Regions from separate parts of the Mus musculus genome. Here region 1 is linked to region 2. A link is a contact called in public HiChIP or PLAC-seq data. All regions are on one chromosome and are shown on one strand. Each heading gives the region's core, a stretch centred on a gene start, on an enhancer-like site or on the middle of the called end of the contact. The rest is flanking DNA. Distances are from core to core; before and after follow the strand shown.

Region 1 (5,620 bases), core at 3,119-5,618, 2.9 Mb after region 2:
AAGGGAGGGGAGAAGAGCAGGGGACAGACCATGGTGAGAATGGCTGGGTTATATGAAGAGACAGTAACTGGGGGAGGGAAGGCCAGGAGACTGGGCTGGAGGCTTTGAGATGTCTAAAGAAGTGCTGGTGATTAGGGGCTGAGGAGTCTGGAGACTAGCAAGGGCCTGATAGGTGCCACAGGAGTCCCTGTTGACAGAGGTAAGGGCAATGACTCCTTCTGGCAGACAGACACTGGCTTCACAGGTTATTTGGACTGCCTTTTGGAGTGTGGGGAACTGGAGATTCCTGTGATTCTGACACTGTGCTCTACTACACATGGGGCCCAGCACCCTCCAGTTCCAACAGGGCAAGACAGCAGAGCATTTTGCCCCACAGCATCTTAGGCTCTCACAGCCAGAGCCAAGAGGTGTTGATTCCATCCAGGTTCCCCTTTAAGGCAGCAATAGATAAAAATGAACTTGAGATAGACAAGTGTGGAGGTTCTTTCTCCACTGTAATCTGTTCAGGGTATATCTCAGCAAAGGAAGTCGACAACCCTTGAGAAGAGCAGCAAGACCTAAAAGGCAGGACCACTGAATGAGAAAATGAGGTAGAAGGTGACAAGGTTGCTCCTAGGTGTGGAGGAGGTTTACTGCAGATATGAGGGAGAAAATGGGCATCTAAATGGGTCCACCATGGACATGACTGGCAGACTGAGCAAGACCATGTGAGGAGAATGAGGAGAGGAGAGAGGAGAGCCTGCAGCCAAGAGACCAGGAGGCCAAAGGGCAAAAGGGCTGGCATAGGCAACATGGCTGGGCTATAGAGGAATCAGAGATGCTGGGCAAGGGAAAGCCCAGCCCAGTGCCTGCAGTGTGTGCCAGCCAGGAGGACCCTGTAACAGGGCGTGTAATGGCTTTTCCTGGTTGTCATCTTGACTACGTCTGTAATGAACTACGATCCAGAATTGGAAGGCACATCTGTGATCCAGATCTTGAGGCTGGAAGACTCAAGTTTCTGACCTGGATCTTGTCATGGAGATCTTGAGGCCTCGTGGCCATGAAAAGTTTAGGCCCAGGCAAGGTAGTACACGCCTTTAGTCCCAGGAGACTGAAGCAAGGCGATCTCTGAGTTCAAGGTCAGCCTGAAACAAAGCAAGTCCCAGATCCAGGTGTGGTGGTACACACCTTTAATCTGGGCCACACCTTCTTCTGGAGGCCTACATAGGGACATTGGAAGAAGGAAGATTCATTCTTTGATTGCTTGTACTTAACTCGCCACAACACTTGTTAGAACCTACTTCTACAGAAGGCCAGCTGAAGCACCTAGCCTCGTGGGACCGAGCAATTACTAGATTCTCAGACTCGCTATCCACAGCTGCCCATCGTTGGGTTAGTTGGACTGCAGCCTGTAAGCCATCACAATAAATTCCCTCAGTCTAGAGACATTCCATAAGTTCCATGACTCTAGAGAACCCTGACTAATACAGGTTGGAGCTGAAAAGTGCTGGGAGGAGCTGGAGACTTTTGCCAGCTCTGATATATTAATAAGTATTTTGGTCAGCCAGTTTGTCCCAGGTTTGAGACCTAACAGCCATGAGTGCTATGGGGGTGAAGCAGAGGCTGCAGCTTGCTCTGAGGGATTGGAGAAAATACAAAAGTATAAAGAAGGCTGGAACCTATCAGTGTTCCTTCTTCCTGCTCCTCTTCTCCATCCTCCCATTCCTCCTCATCTTCACATTCTTCATCCTCAACTCTCAATACTTCACCCTCCTCCTGCCCCTTCTCTTTTCTCCTCATGTTCTCTTTCTCCTCCCTCATCATCTATATCAGGAACCTAGGAATTCTTCAAGGGCTTGAGCCAAACACCATTTCCAACGAAGTCTCAAATGCACCTTGGATGTTCATCCTGCAGACGTATGATTTTTCTGATAGGTTATTTCATCACCACTAGTGAAGTTCACCAACCCCAAGGAAGAAGGCCACAGAAGTCTCCATGGGAAGGAGGGGGGAAGAGAAAGAAAGGGCCACAGAGAGAGAAGAGAAGGAAAGGGGGAGGAGGAAGAGAAGGAAGAAGAAGAGGAGGAGGAGAGCAAAAATGGGGGCAGGGTATGCCAGGTAGGGACTGAGGGATGCTGGGAGGACATGGGGGCCAGGTCTGCTTTGATATGTAAAAAAATGTACCTCAGTCCCCTGTCCCAGGGTCCAAACCCACTCTCCTCACAAGCTTTTTAGACTTCCTTTGGATTTCTGGGGACTCTAAAGGTGGATCCATGGAGATTCAGATTCGATTCTTCACAGAGAACTTTACTTTTGAAGCAGTGTAACCTGACAGTTGTATTTCTGTCACTTCATCTCTGGTTAAATAATATGTCCTTTCTTCTCCCCGTCTCCATCTGCCTCTTCATCCAGTGCAGACATTCCTGGATGGCTTATAAATGTGGTTACCTCATAACTCTGAGCTTGGAGATGACCTCTGATCACCAATTAGGCAGCAAAAACTGACCAGTCAGGAACAACGGGATGGTCACTGAGGTCGGGAGCTGACTGTTCCTGAAGGGAAATTGCATCACATATTTATAAAGTATGAGACCACAGAGAGAGGTGGAGGTTGGTGGCTCCTAGCGTTGTACAATCACATTTTGACACAAGGGGTTGGGCAATGGTGTCTCCATTGCTCTTTTGCTCTGACTTAGGCAGGGCGGGGTGGGGGTGGGGGTTGGTAGGTGGGGCAGTTGTCAGTCATAGGACAGGAGAAAGTATTGGTGATAAATTGGTGATTAGGCCTTATCTGGGCCACCTGGCTTGAAGGTCTTTGACTCCAAGCCCTGGTGGTCAGGCCTTACCCTGGATATTTGACCTGTAACTCAAGATGAGAAGGCAACAAAGGAGCTAGTTCCTGGGAACATAGACTCAGCTGGACCCTGCCAGCCGATGGAGAACTTGTCCCCGAGGTGGCTGGACTCGGAGAGCTGTCTCCTTATAAATGCTCTCCTGGCTGCCTCCTTCCTTAAGCCTGGGCACTGCACTTTGTCCTTGATGGAGAAGTCCCCAGAGTTTGCTGCAGTTCTAATCCCAGACCTTTGGAGTTGAATTCCTTCTCACTGACTTTGGAACTGAACTGGAGCTCGGAGGAGGAGCTCGGAGGAGGAGCTCGGAGGAGGAGGAGGAGGAGGAGGAGGAGGGAGGAGGGAGGAGAGTGAAGAGGGGAGAGAAAGAAGAGAAGACTTCAGGCACACAGAGCATGGGCACTGGACTTTCTCCACCCAGCAGCTGCCTCTGTCCAGATGCTGCTCCTCCCTGGCTCCCCCACTTTCCCTACCCCTGTTCTTTTCTTCCTCATGTCCCTCAAAGCCCTGGTTGTTGGCTTGCCCTGGTCTCTGGCTAGTCTTGTGACATTCCTTAGGAACGGGAGGGTACAGTTCTGAGCAAGAGGTTGTGCTTGGGATACTGGAGGAGGGTGACTCATTGGACTCCCCCTAGCAACTTCTTCTTTCACCTCCTGACAAGTACAGAAGGAAAATTTTGTCTTTCTTCATTTTTGGTCTTCTTCATTACTGATGCAAATATTCTCCTTTACGTTTTTGCATGTTTCCATCAACCCACGAGAACTCCAGAAACCTCCTGTACTTTATTTCTTAAATTAGAGATTAAGAAAGAGATTCTAAAGGTCTCTGAGTCAGTTTCCTCAGAGCTGGTCTGGTGGTGACAGGCAATGAAACAGCCCACAGGGAAGAAAGAGCCCTGTTCTGGACCCTTAGGCTGGAGGGACAGTGGAGTTCTGGACCTCTGGAAGGGCAGTCAGTGCTCTTATCCACTGAACCATCTCTCCAGCCCTATTTCTTTTCTTTTCTTATCTTTTCTTTTTTAATATTTATTTTATTGGATATTTTCTTTATTTACATTTCAAATGTTATCCCCTTTCCTGGTCCTGGCCCCGGTCCTTCCTTCCTCCCCCAACTCCCTCTCCCATCCACCCCCAACTCCCTTTCCCTTCCCTCAAGCCCCCTCTCCCACCCCACCCCCCCTCCCCAATCAGTTTCTTAAGGCTGGTTAGGGAGGTGTTACTGTAACAAAGTAGCAAAAGAGGTGTACTGCTTTAGGGTAGCCCTGGGAATCCCATAGAGAGAAGGAATCTGCTGGCAGAGAGGATCCTGCTGTGCCCATCTTAAACCCGGGACTGGAGGGACTCTAAAGGCGTTAACAAGGGCACCTGCTCTTTTGAGCAAATGGACTTTGCTGCTTGGGAATGCCTGAGGCAGATAGAAATCTGACTAGTCAACTGTGAGCTTGTGTTACAGTCTGCCCAATAGAAAAGTGGAGGCAGGGCTTTCACTTCCTGGAGGGTGACAGTTCTGGGATTTCCAGTCTTCCACCAGTCTGTGCAATGCTTTAATGCAGCAAGGAACAAAGAACTCACATGGGCTTAGAGGTGAACACACAACCAGGGCTGCAGTTAGAACTCTTCCAAGTGCCAAAGCCCACCGGCGAAGACATCTGCTGGCCAGGACTTGTTGCAGACAGAGGGTCTTTCTCAGGTGACACTAGCCTGCTTTACCAAGACTGCTGACATGGGTACTAGACTTGAGGCAACTGAGCAAAGCAACCACAGAACTCAGAGGTAAGTAACCACAGACATATAGTCTACTCAAGTCCTACCCCTAATGTCATTTCTGTCCCTCACTTCCAACCCTGGGTACAGTCTAGTTGCTCTGGGACCATGGTTAGTTTCTGTCTCTACTGGCATCTTGGCTCCTTAGAGCCTTGGTAGCCCATTTTAACAAAGTGTTAACAAACCGGCTGTGAAGGGATTAGGCACCTGGTGAGCTGTCTGGGAGGGCAAATGCCTGTGTCTTCTTGGTTCAGGGGAGGACCAGGGAGAGAGCTTAGGTTCTGCTTGGCCTGAGCCTGAACTATTGAGGCAGACGGTGGGAGGATGAAAATGCAAGCCAGGCGTTGGGTACTTTTGGCAGGTCTGTGCCATGGTGTATCCCTGAGAAAATATGTCATGCAACAGATCTCGTGTAAGAGGTTTATTTGGGAGAGGAGAGTGAAAGGTGCCTCAGAGTTGAAACAGTAAGGAGGGAAAAGGGCAGACAGGCAGAGAGAGACATGGAAACACACAGGAGGTAAGGTTGAGAGAAATGAGAGCAGAGGAGGAGAAGGGGAGAGGAAGGGGGAGAGATATCTGTGGTGTGTGGGGCCCTTTTATCCACACACAGCAGGCACCTGGCACAGTTAGCAGGGGCAGGAGAAGAAATAAGCAGCCTCTAGTCCCTAGGAAATCAGGCTCCTGCTGGTCATCAGAGCATCTTGAGGGTTCCCCACTGGATCCTGTGGGAGGATAAGTAAATGTGTCTGAGCGACAGGAAGAAGGGGAACTGTATTCAAGATGAGAAACGAGATAGGTGCACTAGAGCCCTGAAAAGCTTATAATGTTCTCTTCCACCAACTGCCAAGCACTTTCAGAGGTGTGCAAAGAATTCTCCATCTCTTCTTTTCCTCCAAGAGGCAGCTACTACTGCTCCTGCCTCTGTGTTTGCCTGCCAATCTGCAGTGCCTGCATCTGGATGCCATGCTCTTTCCCTCTGAGGACAGCTAACAAGACACTTTAAATTCCAGACCAAAGTCTCTGAGAACT
Region 2 (6,140 bases), core at 1,657-4,156:
CTCAAAAAATAAAAAATAAAAATAGGGGCCAGTTAGAAAGCTCAGCAGGAACCAAGTGGTGGTGGCCCAGTCCATCGATGCCAGCACTCGGAAGCCAAAGGCACGGTGACAATAAGGACTAAAGTGATTATAATAAAAACGAAGCCTTGTGTAGAGATACTTAGTCATTCCCGTTTCCTATACAGAAACTCTTCTTCCCGCTAGCCTAATCCCTCTCTTCCAAGTTGAGCAAACTTTCCCCAAGTCCTTCCTTACAAGGATTCCCTCTGGTCACCTGGCAATTATCAGTACCTTTTATTTTGTGCAACAATCACCCAGTAATATGAGTATATCTAGACTTCTAAAGGATCTTATTTTGGGTCGGTGAGATGAATCAGAGGGTTAGAGCACTTGCAACCAAGCCCACCAAAAACCCACACAGCACAAAGAAAGAACTGACTCTTGAAAGTTTTCTTGATTAGGAGAGAGAGAGAGACAGAAAAGAGAGCACGTGCGCGAGCGCGCACACACACACACACTTAGAAATAAAACAAAAACCTCGTCTCTCACCCACCACTGGGAACGGTGCTTTGCTTTCCAGAGTAAGTTCCCAAAGGGTGGTGGTCAGGGGAGACTGTACCTTAAGTCTCTCTTGCTCTACACCTGGCTTGATGAACTTTCTCAGCAGCCACTTCTCCTGTGACTTTTTCCTCCGTCTGTTCTCCGGACAGAGAATGGAGTTACAAACTTCAACAGCAGTTTTATATTGGATCAAGGGCACGTCTATCAAATTCTCCAACCTCTGAAACGGCCCAAACTTCTTTCTGTGTTCTACAATATTGACGGACTTCCTTCCTCGAAGCAACCTGAAAGCTTCCAGTTCTTTATCAGAAGCTGTATTCAGCACTTGTAAGATAGAAGCCTGCTGCTCCAGGGAGAAGAGCCTGTCCAATGGATTCCCGGGCTCCTTTCCATCTGTATCACAAGCAGCAACACTGGCAACACGTTTCTCAGGTGCAGTGGATTTCCTCACAGAGCAGGTGTTATTTAGGACTGGAGGCAGGGATGAGTACTCTGGGACTGGAAACCATCTCCTCCCTAAAAGGGAAACTTGACTTATAATGTTCTCCTTGACAGTTAATACCCAAGCTTGTGCAGTTATACAGACTTGCACACAGACCATATTATCACAGAGAATTGTCTTTAAGAGGAGTGTAGAGCTGGTTGTAGTTGTGCACACCTTTAATCCCAGCACTGGGGAGGCAGAAGCAGGAGGATCTCTGAGTTCAAGGGCAGCCTGGTCTACAGAGGAAGTTCGGGACAACCAGGACTGCACAGTGAAACTCTGTATTGAAAAACAAACAAAACATAAAGAGTAGTTTTACAATAATTACAGTTATCTATCTTTGAGGGTTTGTTTGGTTTTTGGTTGGTTGGTTGGTTGGTTTTGATCATTGGTAGGGTTGGGTTTGTTTGTGGGGTTTTTGTTGTTGTTTTCTTTTTTGAGACAGGATGTCACTGGATAGTCTTCATACTCAAATTCAGTATGAAGACCAGGATGGCCTTGACTTCATAGTAATTCAGCTGCACCAGGATAGCCAGTACTACACAGAGGCGCTGTCTCAAGGAAGAAGCTGTAGTTGCCTGGCACTGTAACTCCGTATGTACAACCTCAGCACCTGAGGGGCAGTCCATACAAGATTCAGATTCCAAGAGTTTTATGACAGTCTGGACTACCTGAGACCTCATCTCCAAAAATTTAATTAATTAAAATAAAGAAATTGTAGTCTTCTCGGGATAAGTAGAGTCCACCTTTAATACCAGCATTTGAGCCAGGCAGTGGTGGCACGTGCCTTTAATCCCAGCACTTGGGAGGCAAAGACAGGTCGATTTCTTAGTTCAAGGCCAGTCTGGTCTACAAAGTGAGTTCCAGGACAGCCAGGGCTACTCAGAGAAACCCTGATTCAAAAAAACCAAACAAACAAACAAAACCAGCATTTGGGAGGCAAAACCAGGCAGACCTCTGAGAGTTCATGGCCAGACTGGTCTAGTACAGTGTTCCAGGCAATGAGACTGTTTGCTAAAGTAAAAACAATCAAAAAAGTTAAGGGCCAGTTAGATAGGACCTAGTTTCTGGCAAGGCCTTGGTTTCTATACCTAGAACCACTTAATTTTAATTAAAATTATTTCAAATGTCTGCTACTTATGGCATTTATAATATTATGAGGATTTTTTGTATCGCCTCTTATGATTGATCTCCAGTTCCATTTTTTACTAGTTTATCATCTGATGGAACTAAAGGAAATTAAACTTTATACGTTTATAATAAATGTTTTAGCTGGTCAGGAGTGGTGTTCCTCACTTGCAATCCTAGCATTTAGGAGATGGAAGCAGGAAGATCAGGATTTAGCTACATAGTGAGTTGCAGGCCAGCTTGGGCAACATGGAGCTCTGACTGGGGCAAGCGGGGGCTGGTGATATTAACTAAGTGGTGGGGACGGTTTATTTTGTTCTGCATGGTTCTCAATATTGCTAACAAGGCTGTATTTTTGCAAGCAGTCTACATTGTGCAATGGATAACTTTATAAGACAGTGTAAAGTCATCCTCCCAGCGCGGCCACAGGAAGACGACACAGCCAGAGGCTAAGCGAGCTACTCCGGCCCGGGAAGGGGCGCACGCGCGTGGACCCCGGGCCATTAAAGCGGACGGGCTCCGGGGCTGGGGGACATGAACGCCCCTCAGCTCCGCTACAGCTCCACGCTGGACAACCGGACACAGGGCAGAAGAGAACCACTCCCGGTTACAGGCTAGTGACTGGAAAGCAATCCACCTCGTGCTCAGGAACCCTACCTCCGGCCTTGATGAGGCAAGCAAGGTTTGTCCTCCAAGCCATCGCCAGGCTCTTTCCCACGCCTGTGTTCCTCCTCAACTTCCGGTTTCGTGTGCTCCAACAAAAAGTGCTCGGCCGGGGCTGGGCAGAAGGGTTCCGGCGAAAGCGACAGTCTCAGGGAAATGCCAACGGAGTTCCTAGTAATTGATGGCTGATGGTCTCTGGAGAAAGTGTGGCCGTTCGGGATCGCCGAGATGCATAGGAGTAGACTAGGTTTAATCCTGTTTTGGGGCGAGTCTCCTCTGGGTTCCCAGACACACAGCAGACAGTGGGGAGCCTATATGCACACATGTAACCCTGTCCGGAGTTGAGAGGAGGAGTATCTGGGAGAGATGCACGGGATAAGGCCAATGTATGAGGTCGCTTTGACGCTGGGCACTTTTGACTGTTTGAAAAGGATGGGGGGAGGTGAGTCTGGAGCCACATTTGATCCTTGGAATGCGAAGTGGAACAGTTGAAAAAGTCGGGCAGGTTGCTTGTTTTTTAGTTGCAAAGTCAGATTAGAGGGGCTTTCTAGAAAAAAAGAAAATTGGTCATTTGCAGCCAATGTGAGGCTGGACTGTAGAAGAACCTGAGGACAAGAAAGAGGAATCGGAAAGTTATTGTGATATGTTTTATAAAACAATTGTTGTGTTTTATGGAGCGCGGTATGGTGTGGTGAGGTGCCCATCCTGAGGCATCCCCTCCTCTCCGAGGTACCCAGCTCCAGTATGGCATAGAGTTTATTGGGGGGGGGGGGAGTTAAGAAGGGAGTAGAGGCAGGGAAAGGGGGGAGAGAGAGAGAGAGAGAGAGAGAGAGAGAGAGAACACGAACGAACTGGTGGCCCAGTACACGTTGAAGAGGACGGGGAGGGAGAAGAGGAGAGAGGGGAAAAGGGGTCAGAGAGAAAAGAGTCAGAGAGGGCAAGCAGTTCCTTTTAGAGCAAAGCCAGGCCTACCTGGCTGTTGCCAGGTAACTTGGGCGGGGCGTAGGAGGAATGACAACAGATTTTCTTGCCAAGGCAGAGTGAACTGTGGGGAATGAAACCTGGGCTAAGGAAGAAGAGTGGAAAAGGGTCTAGTAATGGGTTTGTGGTTATATTAGACGTCGTAGCTAACCTATAATGCCCACACTTAGGAGCATGAGGAGAATTGTGAGTTTGAGTCCAGTCTAGGCTATGTAATGAGTTTGAGGCCACCCTAGACTACAAAAATGACTCTGTCTCAAAAGGCATCAACAACAAAAGCTATTCACAGGCTCAGCCGTTCAGAGTACTTGTTGCTCTTGTGGAGGATCCGGCTTTGGTTCACAACATCCACATGGTGGCTGACAACCATCTATAATTCTGGTTCCGGGGATGTCCAATAACCTCTTCTGACCTCCACAGGCACCAGGCACAGACTTGGCACACAGACATACATGTAGGCAAAACACTCATATACACAAATTAATAAGTCTAAAATAAAAGTTATTCTTAAGAGAGCCTGGGGGCTGGAGAGATGGCTCAGCGGTTAAGAGCACTGACTGCTCTTCTGGAGGTTCTGAGTTCAAATCCCAGCAACCACATGGTGGCTCACAACCATCTGTAATGGCATCTGATGCCCTCTTCTGGTGTGTCTCTGAAGACAGCGACAGTGTACTTACATATAATAAATAAATAAATAAATATTTGAGAGAGAGAGAGAGAGAGAGAGAGAAAGAGTGCCTGGTGTGGTAACACATTCCTGTACTCAAGCATGAATTCCAGGTCAGCCTGGGCTGTCATAGTAAGACCTAGTCTTAAAAAAAAAAAAAAAGGGTTAGTTAGGGAAACTCATGGAAATTCTATGAATCTTAATGATGTCTCCAGAATGTAAGGATCTAACAAAAATAAAGACAATTTTAAAATCTTCCAAATTTTTTTTTCTTTTTAGGTTTTTTGAGACAGGGTTTCTCTGTGTGTAGCCCTGGCTGTCCTGGAACTCACTCTGTAGACCAGGCTGGCCTCGAACTCAGAAATTCACCTGCCTCTGCCTCCCAAGTGTTGGGATTAAAGGCGTGCGCCACCACACCCTGCTCAAAATTTTTTAAAACACAAAATTTTATACAGAATTCTTTCATTGAGTACCACAGAGATGCTGAAATGGACCATGGGAAATTTATTCCCTCACACTTCAGGAGTGCAGACACCTGTGACCAGAGTGTCAGGAGGGTTGGTTCCTTCTGAGGACTGCAGGAAATGCATGCTTCTCTCTGACCTTCAGATGACTACCTCCTCCACATATGTGTCACTCTGCTGTCACTAGGCATTCACACGGACATCTCATGAGAACAGCAGCCATGTTGGAGTGGCCACAGATCCAGTCCTGTGTAATCTCATTTTGGGAGAAGGAAGTGTTTTTGAGATAGGCTCTTATGATGTTGCCCAGGATACCCTTGAACTTCTGGGCTCAAGGTCTCCTCTCCTCTCAGCCACCTAAGACAGTGGAGCTATGTCCCAGGTCACTTGTCAGTCTTATTCTTTTGACTGTGTAGTGCTGGGACTTGAATCCAGAGCCTCATGTGTGTTAGGCAAGAGCTACCCATTCCTCAGCCTCCGTGTCATTTCAACTAATGACATTGCCAGTGACCTTCTTTTCAAATAAGGCTGCCTACTGAGGTACTGGGAGTTCCGATTCAATATATCTGTTTTGAAGGATGTAATTGAACCGTTACCTCTCAGAAAATAGTAAGTTCTGGAGTGAAAAGGCAGTCATTTCTTTCTGAATTGGAAGCTTTAAAAAGAAAGAAAGAAAAAAGATTTGGGGGCTGGAGAGATGGCTTGGAGGTTGGAAGCACTGACTGCTCTTCCAGAGGTCCTGAATTCAAGTCTCAGCAACCACATGGTGGCTCACAACCATCTGTAATGGGATCTGATGCCCTCTTCTGGTGTGTCTGAAGACAGAGATGGTGTACTCATATACATAAAATAAATAACTCTTTTAAAAAATATTTATTTTTTAAATTCTTTTAAAATTATGAATGTGTATGCGTGTTGGGTAGGGTGAGGGGTGACCGAAAGTGCAGGCGTCTGAGGAGGCCATAGGACCCCTTGACGTTAGAGCTGTCCAGGAGTCACTGATGTGGATGCTGGGAATAAACTCCGGTCCGCTGCAAGAGCAGTGCTACCTTTGAACTGAGCCACCTCTCCAGCATTTACCTTGAAGTTTTACAATTTCAAATCCATTTATGTATTTGTGACGAGGTTGTGCAGCTGTACACGCACATGCATGATGGTCTGAGGACAATTGACCGGATATGGGTCTTACCTG

What was found. HiChIP or PLAC-seq counts read pairs in DNA pulled down with a chosen protein or histone mark.
Region 1: an H3K27ac HiChIP or PLAC-seq map of bone marrow-derived dendritic cells shows a contact between it and region 2, with 7 times the contacts expected there. The contact joins the promoter of Slfn2 here to the promoter of Tefm in region 2. A contact is called at or near these places in 1 of 484 Hi-C or Micro-C datasets (B cells) and 1 of 115 datasets of contacts at active chromatin or transcription factors (bone marrow-derived dendritic cells).

Annotation. Positions count from the first base shown.
Region 1 is chr11:83,060,744-83,066,363 of GRCm38.p6, forward strand. Slfn2 (schlafen 2) reads left to right here and starts at 4,369. Exons shown (of 2, transcript NM_011408.1): 1 at 4,369-4,600. The coding sequence starts at 4,551. Gm20234 (a long non-coding RNA gene) reads right to left here. Exons shown (of 2, transcript XR_388923.4): 2 at 4,998-5,313.
Region 2 is chr11:80,139,247-80,145,386 of GRCm38.p6, forward strand. Tefm (transcription elongation factor, mitochondrial) reads right to left here and starts at 2,907. Exons shown (of 4, transcript NM_183275.2): 1 at 2,831-2,907; 2 at 620-1,077. The coding sequence starts at 2,873.